2 separate regions of the Sus scrofa genome follow, and region 1 is linked to region 2. A link is a contact called in public Hi-C data. All regions are on one chromosome and are shown on one strand. The core of a region is the stretch at or near the end of the contact, and the rest is flanking DNA. Distances in the headings are between cores, read along the strand shown.

What was found. Hi-C and Micro-C count contacts between places; a contact is called where the count stands out from the background.
Region 1: a contact with region 2 is called in a Hi-C map of fetal heart ventricle, with 4 times the contacts expected there. The contact joins the enhancer-like site here to the promoter of CERK in region 2. A contact is called at or near these places in 1 of 5 promoter capture datasets (liver), 10 of 47 Hi-C or Micro-C datasets (embryonic fibroblasts, fetal heart ventricle, heart right ventricle and 5 more) and 2 of 2 datasets of contacts at active chromatin or transcription factors (alveolar macrophages and skeletal muscle).

What each region holds. Positions count from the first base shown.
Region 1 is chr5:2,939,652-2,943,444 of Sscrofa11.1, forward strand. The region is part of intron 1 of GRAMD4 (GRAM domain-containing protein 4); the gene reads right to left. Among named protein-coding and RNA genes, the nearest start is that of GRAMD4, 6.3 kb to the right of the region's middle. Within about 2 kb of position 1,965, at least 7 of the 83 cell types and tissues checked have an H3K27ac peak or open chromatin away from gene starts, as enhancers often do.
Region 2 is chr5:2,816,966-2,820,473 of Sscrofa11.1, forward strand. CERK (ceramide kinase) reads left to right here and starts at 1,773. Exons shown (of 14, transcript XM_021093094.1): 1 at 1,773-2,073. The coding sequence starts at 1,773.

The DNA.
Region 1 (3,793 bases), core at 715-3,214, 120 kb after region 2:
AAGTCACGGCGCAGACACGCCGCCCCGGGGCCCCTCGCGCCAGGCTGCACGTCACGCTTCCTTCCAAGGAGGACGGGGTGGACACGGGGAAGAGCGAGGCCTGCGCCAGGCCACCAGCACGGTGATGGGTCCCCTTGAGGACACGAGCCCTGACGGGAGGGGATGGGGTGCCTCCCCGACCCAGGACTCCAGCCTGACCCCACGAGAAACACCCCATTCCAGTGGCGGAGAGGAATCCACAGCGAACCCAGCCCAACCCTCCTTGACACTAGCAAGTATCCAAGATGAGAAAATCCCGAGAAACCGTCCCGGCCCAGCGGAGCCTGGGGAGACGTGACAGCTACACGGCGTCGGGTGTCCTGGGAAGGGTCCCGGGAAGAAAGGACAGCAGGTAAAGCTAAGGACGTTCAAATAAACGGCACACTTCGGTTACGAATGCGCCCGCGGCGGAGCGCCCGCCGTGGCTCAGCGCTTGGCGAATCTGACTAGCAGCCCCGAGGACGCAGATGCGACCCCTGGCCTCGCCCAGCGGGTTGAGGATCCGGCCTGGCCGTGAGCTGCGGTGTGAGTCGCGGGCGCAGCTCAGATCCTGCGCTGCTGCGGCTGTGGCTCAGACTGGTGACTACAGCTCTGATTCGACCTCCCCAGCCTGGGAACCTCCGCAGGTGTGGCCCTACAAAAAGGGGCATGCGAGAAACTCGGGGGGGAGCAGATGTATGGGAATTCTGTTATCTTTGTAATGTTTCTGCAAACCTAAAACTGTCCTAAAAATATAGTCTATCATTAAAAAAAAGAAGAAGAAAACAGAGTTCTTATCATGATGCAGCAGAAACGAATCCGACTAGGAACCATGAGGGTGCGAGTTCGACCCCTGGCCTCGCCCAGGGGGTTGAGGACACAGCACTGCCGTGAGCTGTGGTGTAGGCCAGCAGCTACAGCTCCGACTAGAGCCCTAGCCTGGGGACTTCCATATGGCACAGGTGCAACCCTAAAAAAACAGAAGATAAAAAAAAAGAAAACAAAAGAAGAACAAAAATCCATGATGCCACCCAGTGCAGGGCATGGGGTGGCGGGGGGGAGGCTGGTACGGCAGCAGCTCGGCCTGAATATCCAGGACAAACCACAGCCAGACCCAGGCCTGCCCCTGAGGGCTCGGGAGGACACAGACAATAGAGTTCCAAAGTCAAGTGGTCCCATCATAACAGAAGGCTAATGAGGAAGAGAAAGAGTGGGGTGGTCAGTGAGAGAGCCCGCAGACATGCCACACGCAGGCCCCCGCCCCACCACCCCTCCCAGACACCGTCTCCAGGGAGACCAGGCAGGGGTGTAAACAGAGGACCACACACAGGATGGCAGGCACAAGGGCTTTGACCCTAGGGGTGTGGAAGGCCAGGAAGGCTTCCTGGAGGAGGTGACTTGAGTGCAGCTCACATAAATGGCAAGTGGGCCAAAGGCCGCTGACAATGAGCTACGCGAACTGGGTGGCGGCGCCTGCGGCGTGGGAATGCGCAGAGCTGTCAGCCGGCGCGGCTGCAGCAGAGGCTCTGTGAACTCTGACCCCACGTGCCCGGTGAGGCCCGGCGAGCTCAGCACGACGGCGAGACAGGCCGGCCAGGGCCCCTGGCACAGGGGAGGAGGGACCTCGCTCCAGATGCGGCGCCAAGCCCGGTTCTGTCACCACGCGCTACCGCACGGCCCGAAACGCATTCCGCGAAGTGAAGGGAAGCAGAGGCAACGGGCACGCGGCGGACGACCCTGATATGACGCGTCCAGGGCCGGCAAATCCGCGGAGACAGAAAGCAGATTAGCGGCTGCCAGGGGCGAGAGGGAAGCGGGAATGAGTGATCGCTAAAGGGGGTGACGAAAATGTTCTAAAATTAGGTCGCGGTGAGGGCTGCACAGTTTCGTGGGTCTGCCGCAAGTCCGTGAATGGCGCTCTCAAGGGCAGATCACATGGTCGGCGAGCTGCCCCCTGATAAAGACGTTCAGGCGAACACACACCCCCCGCTGCCCAGGCCCCTGCCCTCCAGGAGCCTGGCACCCCTAGCTGCAGGTGGGCTCCCCCAAGCCAGGCCCCCAGGACTGAAGCTGCTGGTCCCTGGAGGCCAGGCTGCAGAGTGGCCCGGGGGTGGCAGAGCAGGGCCGAGCCCTCCAGGAGCACGTGTCCATTCGTTCCTGCTCTGGGCTGCCGGGGACAAGACACGACAGGAGAGAGCCCTGCCTCCAGGGAGGGCAGGGACTGCTGCAGAGGGCGGGGCAGCTGGTGGGGGGGTCTATAAACGGGCTGCTCAGGGGAGGCCTCCGTGGCAAGAGGGGTGGAGCAGAGATGTGCCAGACATCGGGGGCCCCATCCCCGGAACCGCCTGCAGAAGGGGCAGGGGCGGAGGGGTACCTCGGGGCAAGGGCTGGGGCCAGGGGTGCCCCACACTACACTCCAGGCTGGAGGGCTCAGGAGGGGCTCCTGCCTCCTTGTGCCAAGTACCTGCCACAGGGAAGGGCCAGAGGCAGCCGTGCTTCGTTTTCCCAGGGTCCAGACCACTGCGGCCCTCGATGGCCTGGCACGTGGTCCTTCCGCCACACCTTAACTGGGTTTGGTGGCAGGTGGTTCTGGGCGGGGCCACCCTTCTCTGGCCCTAGGCCCCCAATGCACCAGTGCCCTGAGCAAGGCCGTGAGGCCAAGGCGGTGTCAGGTGTCTCCCTGCCCGGGCATGATCTGAGCTCCGAGGAGAGCCCGAGCCCTCACTCCCAGGCCACCAAGGCCTCCTACACGACTCTCCTGGGGGGCGGGGGCCTGCGACGGCCGGGCCTCCGCACCCAGGGCCTTCCTGCTGGAGGCGGTGCCGACGCAGCCAGCTCCAGCCAGGGCCAGCTCGAGGGCCTCTGGCTCCCATATCCCACACCTGGTGACCAAACCGAGGCCCAGAGAAGTTAGCCATCTCCCCCAAGAGCACAGAGCAACAGAGCAAGCGTGAACCCCCTGCACACGGCACCTGCACAGAAAGGCCACGGGGTTCAAACTGCCTAAAGCGACGGTCACAAGGGCCACGTGTGACAACGCGTGGACACCACATAGCACGTCTGACACAACACTGAGTGATTTCCATTGCTAGTGTCGATTTTTTTTTTTTTTTTTTTGCGAGGCCAGCCCTTCCTGTCTGCTGCTGTAGCCACAGCGGACTTGAATCATGGGCTTAAACAGAATCACAATCCGAACCAGCCGTGGCCGCCGGGAAGCGACTGAACTTCTCTGTGCCGGGGCTTCCTCGTCGGTGAGATGGAGCCTTAACCGCCCAACCTCCGGGCGCGACGAAAATCAATCACGGCACCAGGCCCCGGCAGGAGACACTCTGGCCGTCCGTGCCTGTTTGATGGCAAAGGGATTTCTCACCACAGCAAAATTTACTTCCTATATATCGTTCACAAACCCCCAGAAAACTACCTGATTATCAGAGAGCCAGTGAGAAGAAGAGCACAGCCTGGGGAGCCAACCAACCCGAGTTCCGACCCCAGCCCTGCTATTTTTCTCTCTCTCTCTTTCTTCTTTTTATGGCCACACCTGCGGCATATGGAAGTTCCCAGGCTAAAGTTGGAATCGGAGTTGCAGCGGCTGGCCTACGCCACAGCCACGGCCACGCCAGATCCGAGCCGCATCTGTGACCTACACCACAGCTCACGGCAATGCCGGATCCTTAACCCACTGGGCGAGGCGAGGGACCGAACCCACATCCTCATGGATCCTAATCGGGTTCGTTAACTGCTGAGCCACAACGGGAACTCCCCCAGCTCTGCTGCT
Region 2 (3,508 bases), core at 523-3,022:
AGCAGGGCAGGCCTTGCTGCCGTAAGTCCTACTGGGCTGGGAGAACAGGTACGGCTTACCCAAGGGAGGGGCTAGAACTCACACCTCGCCTTCTGCCCTATCCTCACTCCCTGCTCCCTGTACCCGGGCTGGACAGGGGCTGGGCTCTGGGAGAGGAGTGAATCACACAGGGAGCTGGCAGGATAAGACCTGTACGTGTGGCTGCCCAGTGCCAGGCACAGGCAGCTGCCAGACACAGGCAGCAAGGTCGCGGGCCTGCCCTTCTGCCGTCTGCAGGGAAAACTCCTGCAGGAGGAGCCCAGGAAAAGCAGGGCTGGGGAGGGAGTGGCGGGGGGGGGGGCACAGGTGGCTTGGGCCAGGGGAGCCGGCCCTGTTGCTTCTGAGCCCTGTGCCTCTAGGCGACTTTTTCTCTGAATGGCAGCTTCTGAATGATGACTGTGGGACAGGTGTGCTCAGGGAAGAAACACGGACCGCTGACTGCACGCCCACCTGATTTCAGGATGGAGGCCTCAGGGAGAAGCAGGTCTAAGGCCCTGTGGGGCTGAGGGGTGGACAGCAGGGCTGAGCCCCCCGGCTGGGGCGCTCCATTTGGCTGGATGGGAAGGCCCCATCCCCTATGGAGAGGGGACAGTGGAGCGGAGCTGGGGGATGAGGAAGAGAATTTGGGGGCACCAGGCTGTTGGCTCTTGGCAAAGCACTCAGAACCGCAGCCCCCTCTCCCTGGGCCTGCCCAAGAGGGGAGGGGAGGGCTCAGCTGCCTGCCGCCCCCCACCTCCCAGTCCCCTAAGAGCAGACCTCCTCCTCCAGCCAGGAGGAGGCAGGGTTCCCTGCCAGCTTACGCTCAGCATCCTCGGCTCGGCTCGCAGGCGGGCTGGCCAGGAGAACCTGGGGCTGGGAGACGCCCAGCTGCTCTCAGCAGCCCCCAGCCCAACTTCTGCAGGCGGTAAAGGATGGCTGGCCCCTGGCAGGCCTCTGACCTCTGCCTCAGCTCCCTGTGACCAGATCCTGCCTCCTCAGGGCGAATCCGTCCCCAGCCCAGGTGTGCAGGCACCAGGGCCCTTTGACCCACGCTGCCTGGTCCAAATGCTGGCTTCATCCCTTGCTGCGGAAGCCTCAGGGCCTGCAACTGCCCCTCTCAGGAGCGTGGAACAGCTGGATTCCTGCTCCCCTGCGCCGCCACGAGAATGGGCCTATGGGCAGAGGACGTGGTTCCGCCCCGTTCCATGCGGGGTTCCACAAGGCCCACGCTTTCCGTAGGTGACCATGACGGCTGCATAAGGACTGGCCCACCGGAAAACCAGGCCCACCCAAGGCCGGTGGCCTCCGGACAGCATTTCTGCACCACCAGGGGACGCAGCCCGTCACAACGACCCGCCCTGGGGGTTCCTGAACCCCACGCCCCCAGCTACTGCAGCCAGGACCCTAAGATCGGCTGCAAAAGGAAGCTGCCCCCTCCTGGTTGGCTCCGATGCGTTGGGCGCGCGCGCGGGGTCCGCGTGGCCCGACCTCAGCCCAGCCCCCTCTTTGATCGATGGGACTGTCCCTCCTCCCGCCCCTTTCTCTGCCCCCTCCCCCTCCCTCCCCCACCCCGGCCCCTCCTCGCCCCCCCTCCTCGTCCCACAGCCCCGCCCCCCCCCCCGCCGCCGGGCCCTTCCTCGGCCCGGCCCAGCCCCCTCTCGGACCCCGAGCTCCCCCGCCGCCCCCTTCCCGTCCCCCGCCCGGTCCCCCGTGGCCCCTCCTCGGTCCCCGCGGCCGCTCTGCGTACGGGGTGACGCAGCGCCGCCCGCCCGCGCGCCCCGCCCGCCCCGCCGCCGCCGCCGCCGCCGCCGCGACCCGGCCGGGCTCCAGGGGCCGCTAACGGTCCCGCGCCCCTCGGTGTCCGCGCGCCGCCCCGCGCCCCCGGCCCGGCCGACCAGGCGGCGCTGCGGGCGCTGGGCGCGATGGGGGCGGCGGAGCCGCTGCGCTCCGTGCTGTGGGTGAAGCAGCAGCGCTGCGCCGTGAGCCTCGACCCCGCGCGGGCGCTGCTGCGCTGGTGGCGGAGCCCGGGGCCCGGAGCCGGCGACCCCGGCGCGGGTGAGTGTCGCCGCCCGCCCGCGGGCGAGACCCGGGGGGCCGGGGAGGGAGGGGCGGGGGCCCCGGGACGGGAGAGGCCTGGAGACGGGGGCGGGGGTCTGGGCAGCAGCTGGCAGGAAGGAGTCCTGGGCGCCGAGGGTGTGTACGCGCCCTTCGGGACCCGGATGACGAAGAGCGAGCCCGGAGGTGCTCGCGGGGAGGGCGGGAGCGGGGGCACCTGCGGGCCCCGCAGGGAGGCGACCCCGGAGGCGGAGGCGCGGGGTCGTGCCCGCCGGGGGAGGTCTGCGGCCCGGGAGGTGTCGCCGGAACCCCGGGAGGTGTCGCCGGAACCGGGCCGCATCTCTGCGACCCGCCCGCAAGTGTCTGCCGGGCCCCATCCACAGGGACAGCGGGATTGACTACGGACGATCCCCAGGGGGTGCCGGCGCCCCCCCCCCCCCCGCCCCGCCGCCACCTCGGTTTCAGTTTACCCGGAGGACGGGTGCTTTTCGTTAGCGTGGATCCAGAGGCGGGTCGGGAATTCCTGTTTTAAAGTGAAAGAAGAGCTTGTGACCTTCGGGGTGGGATGGGCTGGGGGGGGTGTTAATTTTGCTGCGACAGGCTGGTACACGTGACCTGCAGCGGCCCACCGATTTGGAGAAGTGTAATTTAAATCAAGAGGGCACAATGCCCCCAAAGGGGGCCAAGCCGTCTGGTGGCAGAGGGATGGGCAGAGGCTTATCAAGGGGAGGTCATTTGACACTGGGCTGGAGGAGGCTTACAGAAGGCTGTTTGGACAGTGAGAAGCGGGGAGGCGACATGGCTGGGAGAGCCTGGGTGTGTTCCCTCTCATTCATTGGTCTTTGCAAGTTTTTGTGGCGCCTGTCTCAGAGGGTACAGCGGTTCCTTGCCTTGGAGGCCGCACACAGGGCAAAGTCCTTGCCACAGTGGAGCACTTTCCATTAGCAGGAGAGACAGGCCTGCAGGTCTGAGAGAGCCCTGTAGGGTGGGGTTAGGTCTCCACGACACAGGGGATCCCAGGAGTCCTCACTGAGCCAGAGCCTTGGAGAGTCCTGTGTTGCTGCTGGGAGATGGCCTAGGCAGGAGGACAGCAGATGCCAAGGCCTGAGACTGGCGGGAGGCCTGGAGGCCGGAGCTGTTTGCCTAGGGGGACTGAGATGGGGACCCCTGGAGGGCTCTATCCATCTTAACCTGGCGGCTTGGAGGAGAGCAGACGGGAAGGACGAGGAATGCAGGCGGCTGGCCTGGTCCAGGCAGGAGTGGGAGCAGGGCTGAGTCTGCGGGATTGAGTGAGCAGGGCGGAGGGAACGTGAACCCCAGGTCTGTGGCTACTGAAGCCGGCAGGAGGAGCAGGGACCGCTTTTTTAATTACTGGGGTTGGGAGGATTCTCTGGCGGACCCCCTGAGTTTGGATGCCTTGAGGGCTGTGGGTGCT